Regions from separate parts of the Callithrix jacchus genome. Here region 2 is linked to region 1. Evidence: chromatin contacts called from public Hi-C data. All regions are on one chromosome and are shown on one strand. Each heading gives the region's core, a stretch centred on a gene start, on an enhancer-like site or on the middle of the called end of the contact. The rest is flanking DNA. Distances are from core to core; before and after follow the strand shown.

What was found. Hi-C and Micro-C count contacts between places; a contact is called where the count stands out from the background.
Region 2: a Hi-C map of skeletal muscle shows a contact between it and region 1, with 10 times the contacts expected there. The contact joins the promoter of IRX5 here to the promoter of IRX3 in region 1. A contact is called at or near these places in 3 of 3 Hi-C or Micro-C datasets (induced pluripotent stem cells and skeletal muscle).

What each region holds. Positions count from the first base shown.
Region 1 is chr20:12,222,534-12,226,036 of calJac240_pri, reverse strand. It overlaps IRX3 (iroquois homeobox 3), which reads left to right and starts at 1,994. Exons shown (of 4, transcript XM_002760951.6): 1 at 1,994-2,982; 2 at 3,152-3,503. The coding sequence starts at 2,716. LOC118149693 (a long non-coding RNA gene) reads right to left here and starts at 1,774. Exons shown (of 2, transcript XR_004737297.3): 1 at 1,726-1,774.
Region 2 is chr20:12,851,838-12,855,183 of calJac240_pri, reverse strand. IRX5 (iroquois homeobox 5) reads right to left here and starts at 2,072. Exons shown (of 3, transcript XM_002807740.7): 1 at 1,494-2,072; 2 at 36-441. The coding sequence starts at 1,742.

The DNA of each region.
Region 1 (3,503 bases), core at 745-3,244:
CCTTCTGAAAAAAAGCTGAATTAAATATCGGGAGTCTCACCCGGTCACTTACAGCGCAGCCGCATTCCACACACACTCCCACCCCCGAATCTCGCTCTCGGCTTCCCCCGGTCTGGTGCTACCACTTTGTGCAAACACTAGGACTTCAGGGCCTTCGAGGCTCGAGGTCTGACATCTAGGAAACATCCGGAAAATTATGTTGCTCTCGATTTTGTAACCCCAAGATTCTTCGCGTGAAGGTGAGCCCAATATTCCCTATGCCACATTCTGAGAGGTTTAAACGGAAACGAAATCAGGCATCGAGGAGATATTTCAAAGCCAAGGCGGCTCCTGATGACGCCTCCTAGGGTGGGGCTCCTGAGAAGGCACCAGGCTCCCCTGCACCAGGCAGAGGCCGAGGGAAGGTAACAGCGAAGCTGCTCAGATGCAGTGTGAGACTACCCCACTTTCCCTCACTGCCCCCCAAACCTGGTCTTCCCCAAACTTTCCCTTGTTTCCTCCCCGCTCTCCGTCCCCCGCCACCATAAGGTTTTTTGGCATTCGCTCCTACTGGAGCCGCAGATCGTTGCCAAAACCCAAGGAGAGGTGGGAGGTGGGAAGTGGGATCAAAACTGTGTGCCTGCAGTGGAGGTGGAAGCATCTCTCCCCATTTGGGAAATTGGGTGTCTGCAGTGGAGGTGGAAGCATCTTTAATTCCAGAGCTGGGTTCCCCAGAGCTGTGATCAGAGACATCCGGGGCCAAGACCCCCTGATCGCCTCTGATCCCGGCACTCTGGTGGAATTCGAATTCGATTCCTGTATCCATCCATCCAAGGTAGACGGTTTCCGCCTCCGAACTGGGCCTGTCCACTCCACGGCAGAGTCGCCACCCCTGTTTTGTCCCCGGGGCGTGCCCACTGTAGGGTTGGCCGGCCTGTGGGTCGTCGCCGCGGCCTAAAGCTCTGAGCCCCCAGCCGCAGCAATGCTCGGAATTTCATGCCTCTGTCGGCTGCACGCCCTAATCCAGAAAGGTGGGCGCCAGATCCTAGGATTTCAAGTTTGATTTCGGAAGTTTCCCATCATCAAACCAAAACTCTGCCTCCCTTCCCCACCGGAGGCGGTGGGAGGATCCTTGCAGAGAGAAAAAGGGTTGGTGCGGGAGCAGGGCTAGGAGTCTTGCAAGTAAGGATCTCTACAGACGAAAATGCCAATATAGAAACTTCTCGAAGAGCTCTCCAAAAGTTCCTAGGCCTCCATCGCCCGGCGCCCTGCTCCTCCCCCAATCCCCGCCGCCTGGGGCGCTGGCCTGCAACGCCGATTTGTGGCCGCTCCTTATACTTCCAGCCACCCCCCACCCCCCCGCCCCCGGCTGCCACCCTTCAGCTCCCGGACCCAGCCCGCCATTTTTAGTAAGGGATTCGCACACGGACCCGAGGGCAGCGTTAAGCGGCTAATCTCAGGGTTTGGTCCTCCAGGATGGGGGCTGCCTCGCCCCCGCAGGGCAACGAGGTGGCCTCCAAGACGCGATTAGGACGCACTCCCTCGCTCCCCACCCCCACGCCGGCTGCTAGCTCCCTCCCTACGCAGCTGAAAGTGGCTGGGAGTCCAGAGGTGTGAGCTGCACAAGGGGTCCGGGCACCGTGGAGCCCCCGGAGCCAGCCTCCGCCCAGGCAGGTCCCGCGCCTAGGCGTGGGGAGAGGCTCGGAAGGGTGGGAGGCGGGAGGGGCGAGCTGACCCTACACTCACCCGGTCCCCAAGCCTCACGCTCCACCACCCCGCGCGGGCAGGAGGGGTCGGGCAGGGACTAGCGGCGCCCGGGCTCCCGCCCCTGCCCCGCCCCGCCCTGCGCGCAGGATCCGAGGGGGTGGGCCGCCTCGCCTGTAAGGCGCCCAGGCGATTGGCGACTCTGGGAAGAGACGCGGGGAAAAGTCGAATAAGAGGGCGCGACGTCAGACCCGAGATTTGGGGAAGGGCGAGGGAGGGGGTGGAAGGGCGGGGACGGACACACAGACACGGACACACACCCCCCGCGCGGCAGCCTAAGTGTCCACAACTTTCGGCTGCCTCACTTAGCTCGGGGTGCACAGACTGGAAAGGACGGGGGGAGTATTGTGTGAGTAAAGAGAGATATTTAAAGGACTGAAGTAGTGAGAGAGAAAAAAGTGAAGGGAACGGACCGGAGAGCAAAAGCCACCGTGAGAAAGGGAAAGAGAAGGGGAGAGGAGAAAGGAGAGTTTCCTAGCGTCCAGGGCAGTGCGGGAGCCCGAAGGAGCGGAAGCGATCCTGGGGGGAAGAGAAGTGCAGAGAGGGGAGGGGAGAGGAAGGGCGAGGAGGGGGAGTGAAAACTAGAGGAGGGCGAAGGAAGCGAGGCGCGACACTGCTGGGGAGAGGAGGGCAGTGAGGAGCGAGGCCGGGCAGAGGCAGCTCCCGCGGCCGAGAGGAGGGAGCGCGGCGCAGAGAGGAGGGGCTTGCGCCCCGTAGAAATGTCAATCAGAGCCCGGAGCCCCGGGAATCTCCGCCAATCTGTTCCGACCTGACCTGGCTCCTCGCCGCCGCCGCCGCCGCCGCCGCCGCCGCGGAGCAGATCAGTAGGCGAACGCGGAGCACAGCGCAGCGCGGGAGGCAGCGCGGCCCCAGCCCGGCCCAGCCCCCGATGCGCGCCGGAGCCCGCCGGCGGCGCTGAGCTGGGCGGCCCGGGGGCCGGGCCCCCTCTCCGTCCGTGCCCCGCGGGCCACCATGTCCTTCCCCCAGCTCGGATACCAGTACATTCGCCCGCTCTACCCGTCCGAGCGCCCGGGGACCGCTGGCGGCAGCGGAGGCAGCGCGGGGGCCCGGGGCGGTCCGGGTGCCGGAGCCTCGGAGCTGGCCGCCTCGGGGTCCCTGTCCAACGTGCTCTCATCCGTGTACGGGGCACCCTACGCCGCGGCCGCTGCGGCCGCCGCCGCCCAAGGCTACGGCGCCTTCCTGCCCTACGCCGCGGAGCTGCCCATCTTCCCGCAGCTGGTAAGAGCCCGCGGAGCTGGGGAAGTAGGGGTTGGCAATGGGGCGCAGGGCGAGCTGAGCGCGCGGGAGTCGAACTAGCGGGGTGCAGGTTAGGAGAGGGAGGCAGCGACAGCTGGGTCTCACCCGCGCTCCCTCCGCGCGTGTCCCTTCCTTCTCCATGTGCGTACAGGGCGCGCAGTATGAGCTAAAGGACAGCCCCGGGGTGCAGCATCCGGCCGCGGCCGCCGCGTTTCCGCACCCGCACCCCGCCTTCTACCCGTATGGCCAGTACCAGTTCGGGGACCCGTCCCGTCCTAAGAACGCCACCAGGGAGAGCACCAGCACGCTCAAGGCCTGGCTCAACGAGCACCGTAAGAACCCCTACCCCACCAAGGGCGAGAAGATCATGCTGGCCATCATCACCAAGATGACCCTCACCCAGGTGTCCACCTGGTTCGCCAACGCGCGCCGGCGCCTCAAGAAGGAGAATAAGATGACTTGGGCGCCTCGCAGCCGCACAGACGAGGAGGGAAACGCTTACG
Region 2 (3,346 bases), core at 823-3,322, 630 kb before region 1:
CTCCCGCCCAACACGCCTTTCCCGGGTCCACCAACCTGCTTCGGGGCCCTCGGGGTCGCCCTTGTCCTCGGGTTTCTGGGGCTCGTCCTCGTCGTTCTTCTCCAGATCAATGTTCTCTTCCTCTTCCTCGTCCTCGCTGCGGTTCCGCGGCGTCCACGTCATTTTGTTCTCTTTCTTGAGGCGCCGGCGCGCGTTGGCGAACCAGGTGGACACCTGGGTGAGGGTCATCTTGGTGATGATGGCCAGCATGATCTTCTCGCCCTTGGTAGGGTAGGGGTTCTTGCGGTGCTCATTGAGCCAGGCCTTGAGGGTAGCGGTGGCGTCCCTAGTGGCATTCTTCCGGTACGCTGGGTCCCCATAAGGGTACGAACCCAGGGGCGCCGCGTAGGGGTGGTACCCCAAGGAACCCGCCATGCCGGGTGTGTGGTCGTAGGGAGAGCCCTGCAGTAGAGACGCAGAGAGGTGAGTGTGGGCCATGGTCTCCGCTCCCACTGGAACGACAGACGCACCCTTTTCCCTGCGCTCCCCGGGGTCTGTGGGCGGACGAGGCCCGCACTCCAGCTTTCTCTGGGGCAAGGCTGTCGGAGTTCAGACCCAGGAGCAACTCCTCCCCCTCCTCAGAAGGGAGAGGGGCCTCAATTCCTGAGTCAGGTCCTTCGGAGGCTCCTGAAGCTGTCCCGGCCTCAGTGCCACCCCGTAGGCCCCCATCTACCAGGGCACGTCCTTAACCCGGTGAGCAGATCTGACCACAGTGGCCGGGCCCTCCATCCAGATAGAGGCCTGGGCAACTGAGCCGACTCCGCGATCCGCGCGGGAGCGGCCGCACGTTGGACGCAAGGGGTAAAACAACGGAAGTCAAGGCTCTTTTCTTTTTCCAACCAGCAAAGAAACGCAGAAGAAAACCTGAGCCATGCCCGGGCACTCCCACCCTTCAAAAATGCTACCCCCAGACCGAAGTTACCACCCGGTCGAAAAATCCCGGATGCACCGCAGCTCGACCGACTTTTCAGAAATTTAATACCCCCAAATCGGATTGCGAAGATAGGATTACGGATTTGCAACATTTTGGAGGACTAATTAAAGGCTAGGCCAAACACATTTACATAGACTTAGCATGCTCCTGCTCAAATTCCGGGTCTATTTCTTTTGATCTACTTTTCCAAAATAACAAAACCAAAAATATAACATTTGCAGGGCAGCCCGGAGGTTACGTTTACACCAAATGCTGCTCTTTAATTGCAGCTACCTTTCCCCCAAAACCCCTTCCCGCCAGCTCAGCGATCCGAGCAAGACGCGGGTCTCAGTCCGAGCAACTCCTGAGTCCAAGGCCTGGGAGAAGCCGGGGGAGACAATCGCCCAAGTTTGCAGGGGCAGCGAAGCTTGGCGGGAGAGGTCGGTGTTGGCGCCTAGGCCTGTGTCCCCCTCCGCTCCCTCCCTCCCGCCGGGCCCCGGCTGCCCTCGCTCCTCGCCCGCAGCGGATCCCGCTCACGTACCACATACGACGAGAAGGCGGCGGCGGCTGCGGCCGCGGGGTCGGCGCCGTACTGGAGGTGAGAGTTGTATCCCGGCGAGGGCGCGGTGAAGGCAGTCGAGCCAGCGTAGGGCGAGAACGCGGAGCCCGAAGACGACCGGCCGAGCTCATCCGTGCGGGGCCCTGAAATGACGCTGGTGCTGTACGCCGGGCACGAGTAGAGCGCCAGCGAGGCGGACGGCTGGTACAAGTAGCCCTGCGGGTAGGACATGGCCACACACGGGCATGGGGCGCGCCGCGCCGCTGCCGCCAACGAGCCGGGCGGCGCCCTGCGAGGGCAAGCCGGCGGGCACCTGGCCTCTGGCTAGCCTGGGCCGCCGCTCCTCCGGCCCCGGCTCCGGGGCTCCGGCCCGCGGCGCCTCCTCGCTGGCTTCCCGCGCGCCTCTGGCTGCGACCGCGGCGCCCGCTCCTCTGCGCGCCTCCCTCGCCCCAGCTGGGCTTTTTTCCCCCTCCCCTCCCCTTGCTGCTTTCTCTTTTTTCCCCTCGCTCTTTGCACCGGGGGGCTCTGCTTTTGGCTTCGCAAAGGTCCTGCCAAGATGCTAAGTTGGAAATTGAGGATTCTGACGCCTTGTGCGCGCCCGAAGCTCCTCCTTCCCGGGGTGTAGTCGGTGGGAGGACTGGCAGGAGCCTCTGGGCGGCCGCAGCCAACCCCGCCGCCAGGCGCGCCTCGCCCTCTCCCTCTTCCTCCCCGGCTCCCTCTCCCGCTCGCTGGCGCTCCTCTCGCCCCTCCCTAGCGCCCGCCTCCCCTCCGCGGCCCCCCTCTTCCCCCTCCTCTTTGCCTCCCCTTTTCCCCTCCCCGGTCTCTCCCTCTCTCTCGCTTTCTCTCAGACTCTCGAGCGCCGGCCCCAGGATGACAACCACATCCTAGGCGCGTCGATCTCTTCCAACTTTCCTCTCCTGGTAACTCGGGGAGGAGCGGCAGTCCCGAAGCACGGCTGGCCCTGTAGCGGGTCTGGCCACCCCGAAGCACAAAGAGGACGAGGCAGCGGACTGTGCGCTAGCGAACGCTCTGCGCTCTCCTGGCCGCAGTAGATCTCGGAGTTAGCGGATTTCTTGTTCTCCCGCAGGCTGGGCTCCGAGGCCGTTCGTTGCCCACCCGCCTCTGGCTCCTTCCCCAAGCCAGGGGGTTCGAGAGCCAGCTGGAGATCCGGAATGAAGGTCTCTGGGAGAGCCGGTGGATGGCCCGCGCCCAGGGCGCAGGAAGTCCGGGAAGACTGCCACTCCGCGCCGGCAGCAGCAGGTGGGCGAGAGGCAGGCCTCAGACGACTGCAAGTCTCCGGTTCACCTTCCTTCCATCAAACCCCCTTCCGCCCCCCCGCCCCGCCAGTCAAACGAAAGACTGGGTGCCTGGGACTACGGGGGTAGCCTTTTTCTAGAGAAAAAGTGGTGGGCAAGAACTGCCAGACAGAAAATTAGCGACACCCGAGGAGGTCTCGGGACCTTCCCTAGCTCCACTTCCACGCCTCGCAGCCTCTTTCTCTCGGCTTTCCATCCGCTCGCAGCTCGCATCGCCTAGTCCGTTGTGGTCGAGGGTGCGGGTCCCCTTCCCTTTTGTTCAACTAAGTCGCGTTCCCTTCGCACGCACTCTCGCACCCGCCCACGCTCCACTGCAAACACTGGGCAGAGCAGTGCCCAACCCAACCACTGTTTGTTCAGGCGCTGGCGAGGCAGCAAACACACAAAACTGAGTCAGAGGTAGGGCCCTTGCCCACGAAGGCCACACAGAATACAAAACAGACCCTCTCCCCTTCTCTCCACCTCCCGCCGCCACAAGCCACGGACGCATGCGAACTCTGGGACAGACAGGGGCGCTGG